Regions from separate parts of the Sus scrofa genome. Here region 1 is linked to region 2. Evidence: chromatin contacts called from public Hi-C data. All regions are on one chromosome and are shown on one strand. The core of a region is the stretch at or near the end of the contact, and the rest is flanking DNA. Distances in the headings are between cores, read along the strand shown.

Region 1 (5,796 bases), core at 842-3,341, 590 kb after region 2:
TCTTTTTTCCACTTTAGAAATTTCAACTGAGTTTGCCTTTTCTTCCAACTAGAACAAAGACAGCTAAAGTCACCTCCTTTTGTATTCCATAATATTTAGCATAGTGCCAGACACAGAGTAAGTACTTAACAAGCACTTAATTGATCTGTCTTGAAGGAGGAATTCTTATTTCAAGCCAACTGTTTGATCTTTCATGTTTGGAACATATTCTCTCCAACAGAAAATGAATCAAAACTTTAGGATCTAAATAAATGGCCTTTATCCCAAAGTGGTTTATGGATTTTTTTTTTTAAAAAAAGACCTATAGCTTTAGAATAATTCATGAAACTACCATTCTCAGGAAATACTCTTCTGGTATTTAGTTTGTTTACAGCAATAAAGAAATAGTATCTTCAGTTAAAAACAGTCTATAATTTTTTTGCCTGGCTCTCACTTAATAGACCAAAATAGTAGAATGACAAACACATTGCAATGAATTAACACACTACCACGATAACTTAAAAATGCTTTGTTCTTGCTGTCATCATGAGGTCATTTAAATCTCTTGCCACAGATCACAGTTGTTTATGTTCTAAATTCTTAAAAATATGCCCATCCCAGAAGCTTCTTGGCATATGCACAAGAACATTCTTTAGACAGTTTTAGCCTCATTTGAGAGCAGCCACTATGTGACTGAAAAACAACTTCATTATAAATGTTTTTAGTTTTGTGCAAATTTGTTTTTGTAAAAATTTAAGCATATAGCCAAGGACTGCTGAATTAGTTAAAAATAAAATCAATAATCCTACAAATAAAAGGTGAAAAACTCTTTTAAAGCCAACCATGAATACAGATGACTCAATTACGACAATAATTTAAGTGCTATTCATTCAGAATTATTTTGGCAGTTTGCGTACACATGAAAATACTTTAAAATAGCCTTCGAAATCCACTAAAATAAGAATATACGTTTCTTCTGAGCTTGCTCATCTGAAATTTTGAAAAGTCCTTAAGAGGCAGGATATGAATTACTTAACTAGGTACCATAATTGATTTTGTTTATAAAAATAAAATACACATTTTAAGATTTCTCCTACAGGCTGAAACTAGCACTTTTCATTTACATGAGAACTTAGGATCCATTGAGAATATTTATGAACACTTAAGACAATCTTTATTTATGGTTGTATGTTTAAATGAGACTATGGTAACACTCAATTCCAAAAGTAGCTTTTAAAATGTAACTATCACCACCTGAACCTCCAACTTGGAATTCACTCTGGGTGTAGGGTTTTTAGAGGAAAACCACCAACCATGCCCCAAGGAACACTGACATTAAAGACACCCCTTTAAACTGGCCAGCTTTCCCCAGTGGTGTGGGGAGAGGGAAGGACACATGTACTTATTCTTAGAGCATAACTATCAATAAGTATAACTATCAATCTTTGTAATGAGGAAAATTAGCATCTGAAGTGTTTCTAACTTGGCTCATAATTCAAACTCCTGTAAATTCCAATCTCCTAAAGTCTTACAGTACCATAGTCTTTTATTCTGCACTATTTATCACAGTTACAATTTTATATTTATTGGTGTGATTTTAAAGATTATTATTAGTGGCTATCTCCCTTACTAGATTGCAAGCTCCATGACAGTAAAGGCCACAGGCTGGTATTCGCCCCCACCAATGAAGGTAACCCTATGGCTCAAGGGCCTAGTATATAGCATACACCTAATAAATGTCTGCTGAATGAATGGAAGTGCAAATGAATGGATAAATGAAACAAATGTGTTCCCAACCTTATAGAGAGGAAGTAACAATTCATGAAATTAAAAAGCAAAATAAAACTAGCCTTGGAAACAACAGTAAATAGCAAATTTTACCAATCAGCCAGACAGAGCCAAGAAATGCTCTTTGTGTGCATTTAGCACTGTTAGAATATTTTTATATCTACCATATGGAAACAATATAGACAGCTATATAATAAAGATAAAAAGGATAAGAGGGAGTTCCCATTGTGGCTCAGCAGGTTAAGAATCTGATATAGTCTCTGTGAGGATGTGGGTTCAATCCCTGGCCTCACTCAGTGGGTTAGGGATCCAGTGTTGCCTCAAGCTGCGGCACAGGTCTCAGATGAAGCTCGAATCTGGTGTTGCCATGGCTGTGGTATAGGCCAGCAGCTCCAGGTCCGATTCAACCCCTAGCCCAGGAACTTCCATATGCCGCAGGTATGGCCATAAAAAAGAAAAATAAAATAAAAGTATAGCACAGGTAAGCTACTTAAACTGGGAAAGGCTTCTCACACAACATTTAATTCTATATCTACCCAAATAGTCAATGAGGTATTTGTACAAGATACCCCCAAAGTATGTACTGAATGAATAAGTGTTAGTGCTTTTTGTTGTTGCTGTCTAAAAGCTACTTCAAGTGGGTAGCAACTGTTCTTTTCTTGCCTTAAATTTGAGCTTATCATTCTCTAACCTTTTCTGGGTCTCCTTTTACTCTCCTTTAGAATGATGCCTTCCATTTGCAAGTATATTCATTTTACTGCGCCAAGCTATCCCTGCTTCTCAGACTAAAATGTTCTTAAAAAGGTGACTTCAAATATAAGACATTTGGGCTTCATTAGGGAGCTATTGTTTCCTATATTTGTTGTACTTTATTTGTATGTTTTCTTTGCCTTTCAAGTAGTTTGTGATCACAATGTACATAATAGCAAGCTGTCCTTAATACTAACAGACTAAAATTCTGGCCAAGTCTGATGAAGCCATTCTGTTCTTTAATTTGTGGCAAAGAATACTAAAGAACTATTTGATCTATTGTTATTTTTTACATAAAATGTTAATAGAGAAGGTAGAAAATAAATGAAAACTTGAATGGCTAACACAAAGAAACAAAAGCAATTTTAGGGAATTTAGTCAAAATAAGAAAGCTCAAAAAGAGTCATAATTAGCTCAGAAGCAAGGCGTTTTGCTTGGGGACACACACTAAGATGCTATGGTCTTGTATGGTCCTTGGGTTTCTATGGGCTGCTAAACAAGGAGGCTGGAGACAAAGTTTGGAGCCTGATTATGACGGCAAATTCCATCAGAGACCACCACCATGAAACCAGGATCCCTGAGTAGATGTTGCTCCTTCTCCAACAATTCAGAAGGAACACACGCCTGTTTGGGCTTTGGCGATGGGCAGAACAAAGCAAGTAAAAACATACTTTCCCCCCAGAGATTTAGAACCACTATCCATGGTTCTAAACTATCTGTGTGGCCTCAAACACCCTAGTCCAAAAATTTGGTTTCAATTGTCCTGGATTGGAAGTGCCCTTAGGTACCTGGCAACTACTCTCTAAAAGAAGCACTTTGGACCCAAGTGTCTGAGAATTCCCATAGGTAAAGAAAGATCCAAGAACAATGAGATCACAATCAAAATTCAGTATGAACCAGAGTGAGTAGGAACAAAATAAGTCAATCTATAAAGACTATACATTTTGAAATTATCAGATACAGAGGACAAAATCAGCACATTAAAAAAAAGAGGAAATGAGAGTTCCTGTTGTGGCACAGAGGAAACGAATCCAAATAGGAGCCATGAGGCTGCAGGTTCGATCCCTGGCCTCGCTCAGCAGGTCAAGGATCCAGCATTGCCATAAGCTGTGATGTAGGTTGCAGACACAGCTCGGATCTGACGTTGTTGTGGCATAGGCTGGCGGCTATAGCTCCAATTAGATCCCTAGCCTGGGAACCTTCATATGCCGTGGGTGCAGCCCTAAAAAGACCAAAAAAAAAAAAAAAAAAAAAAAGGAAATCAAAATATTAGATTATCAAAAGTATAAAACAGATTTTGGGGAAAAAAAACTTCCAGAAATAAAAAGCGTAACTAAAATTATTAAGTCAATCAACTTACACAGCAAAATACATAGAAATAAAGACAAAAACTAATGGACTGAAAGACAGAAGAAAATTACCCAGCATGCTGCACAGATTCAAAGACAGATGAGAAGGTACCACACATATCAAATAGGATTTCCAGGAGAGAAAATGAGGAAACGGTAGTGTTTTGAGAGAAAATGATTGAGGAAGTTTTCAGAATTTTTTAAACAAGTGAAAATAAATACTAATCTTCAGGATTCTGGGTATCCAATTTATTCTAGGAAGATTGAAGCTACCAAGCAAAAAAATGACCTAGATATATACCACAGTGAAATCCTATAACACTGAAGTATTTTTAGAAGCCAGGGACAAAAGACAGCACTATGGAACAAGACCAACCCTTTCTTGACAGGGTTCAGAAGTGGGTGGTAAGACAATATCTCCTTTAGTTACACTGGCTTCCTCACCTGTAAACTCGGTCAATAGGAGTCAAGGCGAAGCCTTTTGAGTTCACAGTAAACTGTCCCTTTCCAGATTACGAGGGGACTAGCTTGCTGCATCCATGGCAACAGCAGATACCCTTCCCTCCCCTAATCCTCAACACTCAGAGCTTCACCACCAAAATATGCCTTGGACCCACCAAGAATAATCTCGGTGCCTTTTATCCCTTATTCACTTCAGACACCACAAAAATCCCCTAATCATCAGGTTCCCCCTAATCTTCCATGTTCTAATCCTCAGAAGTAAACTACATCCACTCTTCTGTCACTATCTCCCTCTCCCTTTAATTCCTTACTACCAAATTCTCTGGAATTCATAGTACATTGTCAGTAAAACTCAACTATTGTATCTCTGAACTTTTATCTTCTTGTGGGCTAACTGAAACCTGGCTTTTCCCTGAAGATACTGCACAAGGCAGCACCTCCAAGTGTTTGTTGCTGTTGGTGGTGGTGTTTGTTTTCTTCACAGAGCCCTCACACCAACTGGCCTAGAGAGAGCGTAGGCATGGGGTTGATAGTGCTCTTTATCCAGTTTTTAGAAGTCTGTTACTGGTCCAGGTTAGGCAGAGTACTGACTGACCAATAAAACAGAGAGACAACCAACAGATGCACAGAGTTTTGAAACTTTGGTGTCTGACAGGGGTAATGTGTCTGATTACTGGAGGAAAGGACAGATTATTCAATAAATGGAAGAGGATAAAAAAGATTTTCCAGGGGAGTTCCCATCTTGGCACAGTGGAAACGATTCTGACTAGGAATCATAAGGTTGCAGGTTCGATCCCTGGCCTCGCTCAGTGGGTTAAGGATCCGGCATTGCCGTGAGCTATAGTGTAGGTTGCAGACACAGATCCCGCGTTGCTGTGGCTGTGGCATAGGCCGACGGCTACAGTTCCAATTCGAGCTCTAGCCTGGGAACCTCCATATGCCGCAGGTGCAGCCCTGAAAAAAAAAAAAAAAGACAAAAAAAAAAAAATTTTCCGTGTAGAAGAAGTTAAAATTGGATTCCTACCTTACAGTACACAGCCCTCCCCCCAAAAAAAACCCACAGTCCTGATGAATCAAAGACTTAAAAGTCAAAAAATCCTAAACCTTCCTGTCTTTAGTAGAAAAGAAATGTGCACAATGGTCTTGACTGAATAGACGAGGATTTCCTAAAATAAAACAAGAAAGTACTAACTATAAAAGAAAAAATTAACTCAACAATATTAAAATCAAGAATTTCTGTTCACTGAACAAGACCTTCATGGGTAAAGCATTTCCAGAATTCACCATAGCAAACACCTAAGAACAACCCAATTGTGTATCCAATGGGAGAATAGATATGAATATTGTGGTATACAGCAGTCAAATGAATGAGCTACAGTTATGCAAATTATGGATAAATATTAGCAATACAATATTGAGTGAACCAAGAATCAGTTCCAAAGGATACAAACCCAATCCCCACCAATGA
Region 2 (6,468 bases), core at 771-3,270:
TCATTCCGTGCATACTTGGACCCAGAGGGCTGCATCATTTCCCTTTCTCCCCCTCTTCTCACCCTCCCCCCTTACTTTCCCCTCCCCTCTTCCCTGCCCCTCCCTCCTCCATATTACACTGCAGCCTCTGAATTTACCACTAGATGGCAGCAAGAATTAGAGAGTGTTTGGCTGAGACCCATATGTCTTTACTGAGACTTGCTGCCCTGAAACAGCAAAATGCAAAATAGGGCAGTTTTCAAGACCGGGAGAGTGTGCAGGAAATAGGAGGCCATTCAAAAAAGTGTCTGGGTGTTTAGTCTCCTGATGACTTAAAAATCAGATAAACACCCATTTGGAATCAATTTGATGAGACTGTGATAAATCCAGGTAAACTGTGGTTTCCTTCCAACCTAATGAACCCGTGAGTTAATGGAACGTATGTATCTGCTCTTCTGTACATTTAAGTTGATAAATTATGTTAATTTTAAATTATGTGTAGTTTCCATTTAAATCCAAGTTTTTATTCCCCTGGACATGGATTTTGAGAAGAATTTTCACTTTGAGCCTTTTTTAAAAACTATACTTCTTAATTGGTAGGTCATAGAATTGGGCAAATGCTAAAGATCTTTGTTTGAAAAAAAATCTCCCTGCTATCCATTTAAACATTTTGAGTTCAGTTTTCAGAGTTACATCATCATGTTTTTTCTGGATATTTGAAAATATTTCCATTTGGGGGAGTACTGCAAAAGCCCCAGCATTCTAGATACTAGATACTACAAAAGCCCAAACACATTAATCACAAAGGATGTTAAACTGCACAATAGGATCTTACATTTTTCTGAAATCTTAATAATTTCAAGTTCACTACATGGATGGGCTTCCTAGTAAATCTTGATATTTAAAACTAATCACTTGGGTCCAAAACTCTAGAGAGGGACAAAACCGTTCACCTTATCTTAATAATTCTCTTTTTAAAGTCAGTGTCAGTGGTAGTGGTAGAGGGACTATATTCCCAATAACAATTTCTAGAAGGTTCTAGAAATCCTTTTGGAGTAGGTCAAGGTCAGAACTGCATGCCTTAGCAACCAGATGCGTCACAGAAGAAATTATACTTAGAAACGCACAAGAGAAAAATTGGTTTGGTGCTAAGATACAACCACAGAGAGAAGAGATTTTGGTTGTGGCTTCAGCCTTCTCTAAGAAAATGTCCTACAAATTCATCTCCACCCTTGGAGTTGACTGCCCTGGCCAGACCTACTCTCCCCACCTCAGGGAAACTGCTAAATCAGTCTCTCAAGAGCCAGCAAGGATTTACTGTTTTGCCCACTGTGGATTTAGAACTGCTATAGATGATCTGTGAATGGCCCATCTTGAAGCTTTTGTTCTTTCATAACCTTCAGTGGAACATCAGGTACTTCTATCCACCTCTCAGAGCTCCATGAATGGAGGCTTCTTCTTCTTCTGTTTCTTCTTCTTCTCCTTCTCCTCTTTCTCCTTCTCCTTTTCCTCCTCCTCCTTCTTCTCCTCCTCCTCCTCCTCCTTCTTCTCCTCCTCCTCCTCCTTTTATTTCAGCCATGCCTCCAAGCATGCAGAAGTTCCCCAGGCCACAGGTGGAACCCACAACACAGAAGTGACAAGATCAAATTTTTAACCTGCTGAGCCACCAGAGAACTCTCTGAAGAAAACCTGAGCTGGATAGTTTCCTTATTTTTATTTTTAAATTTGCGTCAATTCAGTTGCTGAGGAGACGGGTTCAACGTCATAGACTCTAGTTTTGGCGGGGGGCGGGGGGGGGTGTCCAGATTTTTTAACCAGCATGGATCCTGTGTCCTTTCACATGCCTGGGGATGACACTGGCTTTCACAGCCTCCACAGACTGACCAGAGATTTGCAAACGAAGGAAGGAAAAATAGCCCTCAGGCCTGATAAGCTGCCGGGTTGAGATTCTGGAAAAGAAGTGGGGCAGGGCAGGCAGGATTGGTGGGAGTGTTAGACCCAGAAGTCTGGGTGCCAGAGGGAGGCAGAAGCCAGTTCTGCTCTGTGTGCTCAGCCCAGGCTGTCTTTACCAGCCCTTTGAAGTAAATGGGGGTCATGGAATAAACTCCAAGATGTTTATTCTAAGAGCCTCCTGTCTGATTTCCCCAGAAAAGCCACCCTTGTCTTTGAACTCCAGGCTTGGGGTTTTGCACTTACTAATGGCCTTAGAAACTCAGTCTGAGGAGACCTCTAACCTGCCTTGAAGGAAAACACAACCCTGACTCTCCTTGTCAAAGAATGAAGCCAACTCTTAACTACGGCTCATGGCACCCAGTGGACAATAATAGGAAGGAATCAGAAACCAGGAACTAAGGTTTCCGAGGCTCTGTGGGAGTTACTCTAGGAGCCCCACTTTCTGTACCAAGCAAGCAAGTGAGCTCCCATTCACGCACTCCAACTCTGAGAGAAATAAGATTATGGGCAAGATAGTCTCAACGTTAAAGGGAAGAGATACTATGCTGATGAAGCACTTATAAAACTAAGGGTGCACATGACCTTGGCTTTGTGAAATATCTGATTTGCAAAGGGAAATTGGAGTTTGGAGACATAAAGAGCCCGTTAGGGATCAAAGGCAACTTTGTATTATTTCTTCGGTTTTTGTCAGTGATGCCCCAAGGCTACACGAATATCACTACACCTCTTCCTAAGAATGCTGCTTAGTACTCCCTTCTATACACCAGGGACCTTCACCATCCTTCCTCGGTCCCTAAAACCCCTCTGCTTTCCACTAGACCATCAGTATTTTACCAGGCCCCCTCTAAATAGCCACCACTATGGATTTTAAGAGAGTGTATAAGAAAGTATATAACTCAAGAAGGTTTCAGGTTTTTTGCAGAAGTAAAAGTTAATAGATATGAAAGAGTTTGAGACTGATGCAATTCTCTGGTTTAGTACCATGAACACGGGAGTGTAATAGGAACTCTCCCCTTCCCCTGCTTCTCCAGAAGCACAATCTCTGTGGATTAAGGAAAGCACAACAGGGGTAAGGAGCTGTGAAGGAGGCTTGTCTGTGCTCTCCTGGGTCCTCCCTCACCCCATGCCAAGCCAACTCCTCTGATCTGAAGAAGTAATATAGTATAGTGCACATGGCAGAGGGATGCTAGAGCCAAACTCTGTGGGTCCACATCCTTGTTATCCAGCCAGTTTGGGGCTGGATCATTTTCTGATCTGGTCTGTAATTCAGTGATCCCACCTATCAAATGGAAATTAAAATAGTACCTACCTCAAAGCATTATTGTGAAGCTAAAATGAGTTAATACATAGAAAGTTCTTCAAATTGAGACTTATGCAGCTGATGAACATTAGCTTGGGGTCTATCAGTGAAATCATCAGCTCTGCTACCTCTGTAGTCATGTAGTCTGCCACAGGTCTGGGTCCTTTCTTTATTTTTTACTTATGTATTAAAAGTTTGTTTGTTTTTGTTTTATTTTTGCTTTTTAGAGCCCCACCTGAGGCATATGGAGGTTCCCAGGCTAGGGGTCTAATCTGAGCTACAGCTGCCGGCCTATGCCACAGCTGCAACAACGCCAGATCCAAGCTGCCTCTGCAACGTACATCACAGCTCATGGCAATGCCGGATCCTCAACCCACTGAGCAAGGCCAGGGATTGAACCTGCAACCTCATGGTTCCTAGTCGGATTCGTTTCTGCTGAGCCACGATGGGAACTCCCTATTTATTTATTTATTTATTTATTTACTTATTTATTTATGGCCTCCCTCATGGCATATAGAAGTTCCTGGGCCAGGAATTGAATCTGAGCTGCAGCTGGAATCTAAATGCCTCTCTTTTCCTTTTCACTCTTACCCAATAAGGCAGTTCTGGGCTTAAAACCTTTGGTTTGTTGTTTGGGTCTATTAATATGAGTCACATAACCTAACAGCATTCCCCTCTGCAAAAGGAGGGAGCTGCAATAAAGACAGTCCAAACTTTTATATTGTGGTCCTCTCCTCCCACCCCATGCTTCCATTTTTAAGAATCTCTGAGTTGGCAACCCATCAACAATAATTGCCAACAGCACCAGGAATTCACTTTACACCTGATGCTTTTTTTAAAAAATTAATTAATTAATTAATTTTCTACTTTTTAGGGTCCTTATCTGAGGCATATGGAGGTTCCCAGGCTAGGGGTCGAATCAGAGATACAGCTGCCAGCCTACACCACAGGCACAGCAACACCAGATCCGAGCTGCGTCTGCAACCTACACCACAGCTCATGGCAATGCCAGATCCTTAACCCACTGAGCAAGACCAGGGATTGAACCCGAAACCTCATGGTTCCTAGTCAGATTTGTTTCCACTGTGCCACAATGGGAACTTGTCATTTAAGGGAATCTCCCTTACCCACTCATGCTGGCCAGACCTCCTCTCTTTCCTCTGTATTCTGTTCGCCCTACTGCATATACTAGTTTGCGTGGCTTTTTACTTTTCTTGCCATTACTTCTCCATGGGCAGGAATACATCTGATGTAATATGTTAAGGGCAGAAAACACATCCCTTCAGACACTTCTGAACACTCAACCAGTGCTTGGATAGGCTAGGTACTCAAGCAAATGTCTAGGAAACCATTTTTCTTTTGCACATCTGGTTTTGCCTTACAGCTCTCAACTCCAAATTCTCAGCATCCCATGTTTGTATACTTTCTAGGTTTTTGAAGGAGAGATGAAGAGGAAGGGATAGAAAAAAAATAGTTTGGTGATACCCACGGACGATCTAACTACATTCAAGAATTAACTGTCTTGGGCTATAATGGATGGAGATGGGATCACCAGCACTGAGATTTATTTGCCTTCTCTTTGGATTTCTTAAAGGACCTTGTGGATTATTTACGAGCTCACTCACACAGTGCTGCTTATGCTACATCCATGAGCCCTCCAGTAGCAGAGCAAATCATCAGATCGATGAAATTAATCATGGGACTGGATGGGACCACGCAAGGTAAGAGAGTCCATGGCTAGCACTCCTCCTGTAAGCTCCTTTCTTAGGCCTCTCTGTCTCCCTTGTGCCCCAGCAACCTCCCCCTTCTCTAATATACACCTTCATCTCAACATAACCAATTTGTAAATCAAGCCATGTGTACATCAACAGTACATAGTACAGAATAGTACATAGTAGAAGTTCCTACTGTGCTGCAATGGGATTGGAGGCATCTTGGGAGCTCTGGGATGTGGGTTCAACCCCTGGCCCAGTTAAGGATCTGGCATTGCTGCAGCTGTGGCTGAGGTTGCAGCTGCTGCTCAGATCTGATCCCGGCCTGGCACGGGAACTCCTTATGCCAGGGGACAGCCAAAAAAAGAGAATAGTACAGAGAACATAAATGTACTAAAACTGCTATCACCACAAAAGAAGGGAGAGGATGCTTTTTGAAAGCAAAGGTGCCCTGGCAGTTCATCTCTCAGCCCACCTGTCCTGCTCACAGCCCGGGACCCTCAGGGTGTCCTATAGAAAAGCGAGTGGGCCTAAAACAGCTCTAATTCACCTCTTAATGTTATCAGTAAATGTGGATACTTTTGTTTAATTGGTTGTGTTAAAAGGAAGTTGACCTTGGTGTATGTTTGCTGTGCTTTCTTGGGACTGTCACTTGTGTTTCCCTTGAGAACAATCTCGCCAACTTAATACTCATTTTTTTCATCCATCCACCCATCCATCTATTCATTCATTTGTTTACTCATTCATTATCAGCCAGAGATTGGGGAGAAGAAATCCATTGCTGCCCATTTAAGGATATATGGATAAAGCACCATGATAACTTTCCTGTCATTTCTTAGACGTCAGGTTACCACAGGCAAGGTGTGCTACTTTGTTCCACTCAAATGAGCTTAATCTTCTTTTTGAAAAACTATTTCAGAGTTCCTGTTGTGGCTCAGTGGTTAAGGACCCAACATTGTTTCTCTGAGGATGCAGGTTCGATCCGTGGCCCTCATGGGTTCATGCTCCCGCATTGCGGCAAGCTTCGGCGTAGGTCATAGATGCGGCTTGGATCCAGTGTTGCAGGGACTGTAGCTTAGGCTCAAGCTGCAGCTCTGATTCAAACCCTAACCCAGGAACTTCCATATGCCACTGGTGTGGCCTTAAGAGGAAAAAAAAGAAAGAAAGAAATACTGTTTCATCAAAGGCTCTAGGAACTCTCTATCTTTCAGATACAGTTTATAGAGTTTCTGCTACATATCACAATGGGGGACAGTGATGGACAGGGCAGTTCTTGCTATCAAGCAATCTAGTGAGTGTGTTTGTTTATGAAACAGCAAATTATCCTGGCTAAGACCTGCCCCCTGGGCTGATGTGAAGCCCTACACTGTTTAGTACATCCGTCCAGGCTGACTCTTTCAGTAGAAGTATGAAATTTTATTAAAGCAGCAGAATAATTTATTTGCATACAAATTTTACCCAGAAGGCTACTACATAAAACAGACTAGAATAGGGCTGGTCTGGATGACATAGTGTCTCCACCTA

Evidence for each region. A called contact is a pair of places that touch in the nucleus more often than the background predicts.
Region 1: a contact with region 2 is called in a Hi-C map of omental adipose tissue, with 1.9 times the contacts expected there. The contact joins two enhancer-like sites. A contact is called at or near these places in 11 of 47 Hi-C or Micro-C datasets (alveolar macrophages, brain, embryonic fibroblasts and 7 more).

Annotation. Positions count from the first base shown.
Region 1 is chr17:22,438,175-22,443,970 of Sscrofa11.1, forward strand. All of the region lies in intron 9 of ESF1 (ESF1 homolog), which reads right to left. Among named protein-coding and RNA genes, the nearest start is that of ESF1, 39 kb to the right of the region's middle. Within about 2 kb of position 2,092, at least 3 of the 83 cell types and tissues checked have an H3K27ac peak or open chromatin away from gene starts, as enhancers often do. A contact at or near this core is called in omental adipose tissue, where this site is marked.
Region 2 is chr17:21,850,156-21,856,623 of Sscrofa11.1, forward strand. SPTLC3 (serine palmitoyltransferase 3) reads left to right here. Exons shown (of 12, transcript XM_003134257.4): 9 at 4,827-4,953. Among named protein-coding and RNA genes, the nearest start is that of SPTLC3, 84 kb to the left of the region's middle. Within about 2 kb of position 2,021, at least 3 of the 83 cell types and tissues checked have an H3K27ac peak or open chromatin away from gene starts, as enhancers often do. A contact at or near this core is called in omental adipose tissue, where this site is marked.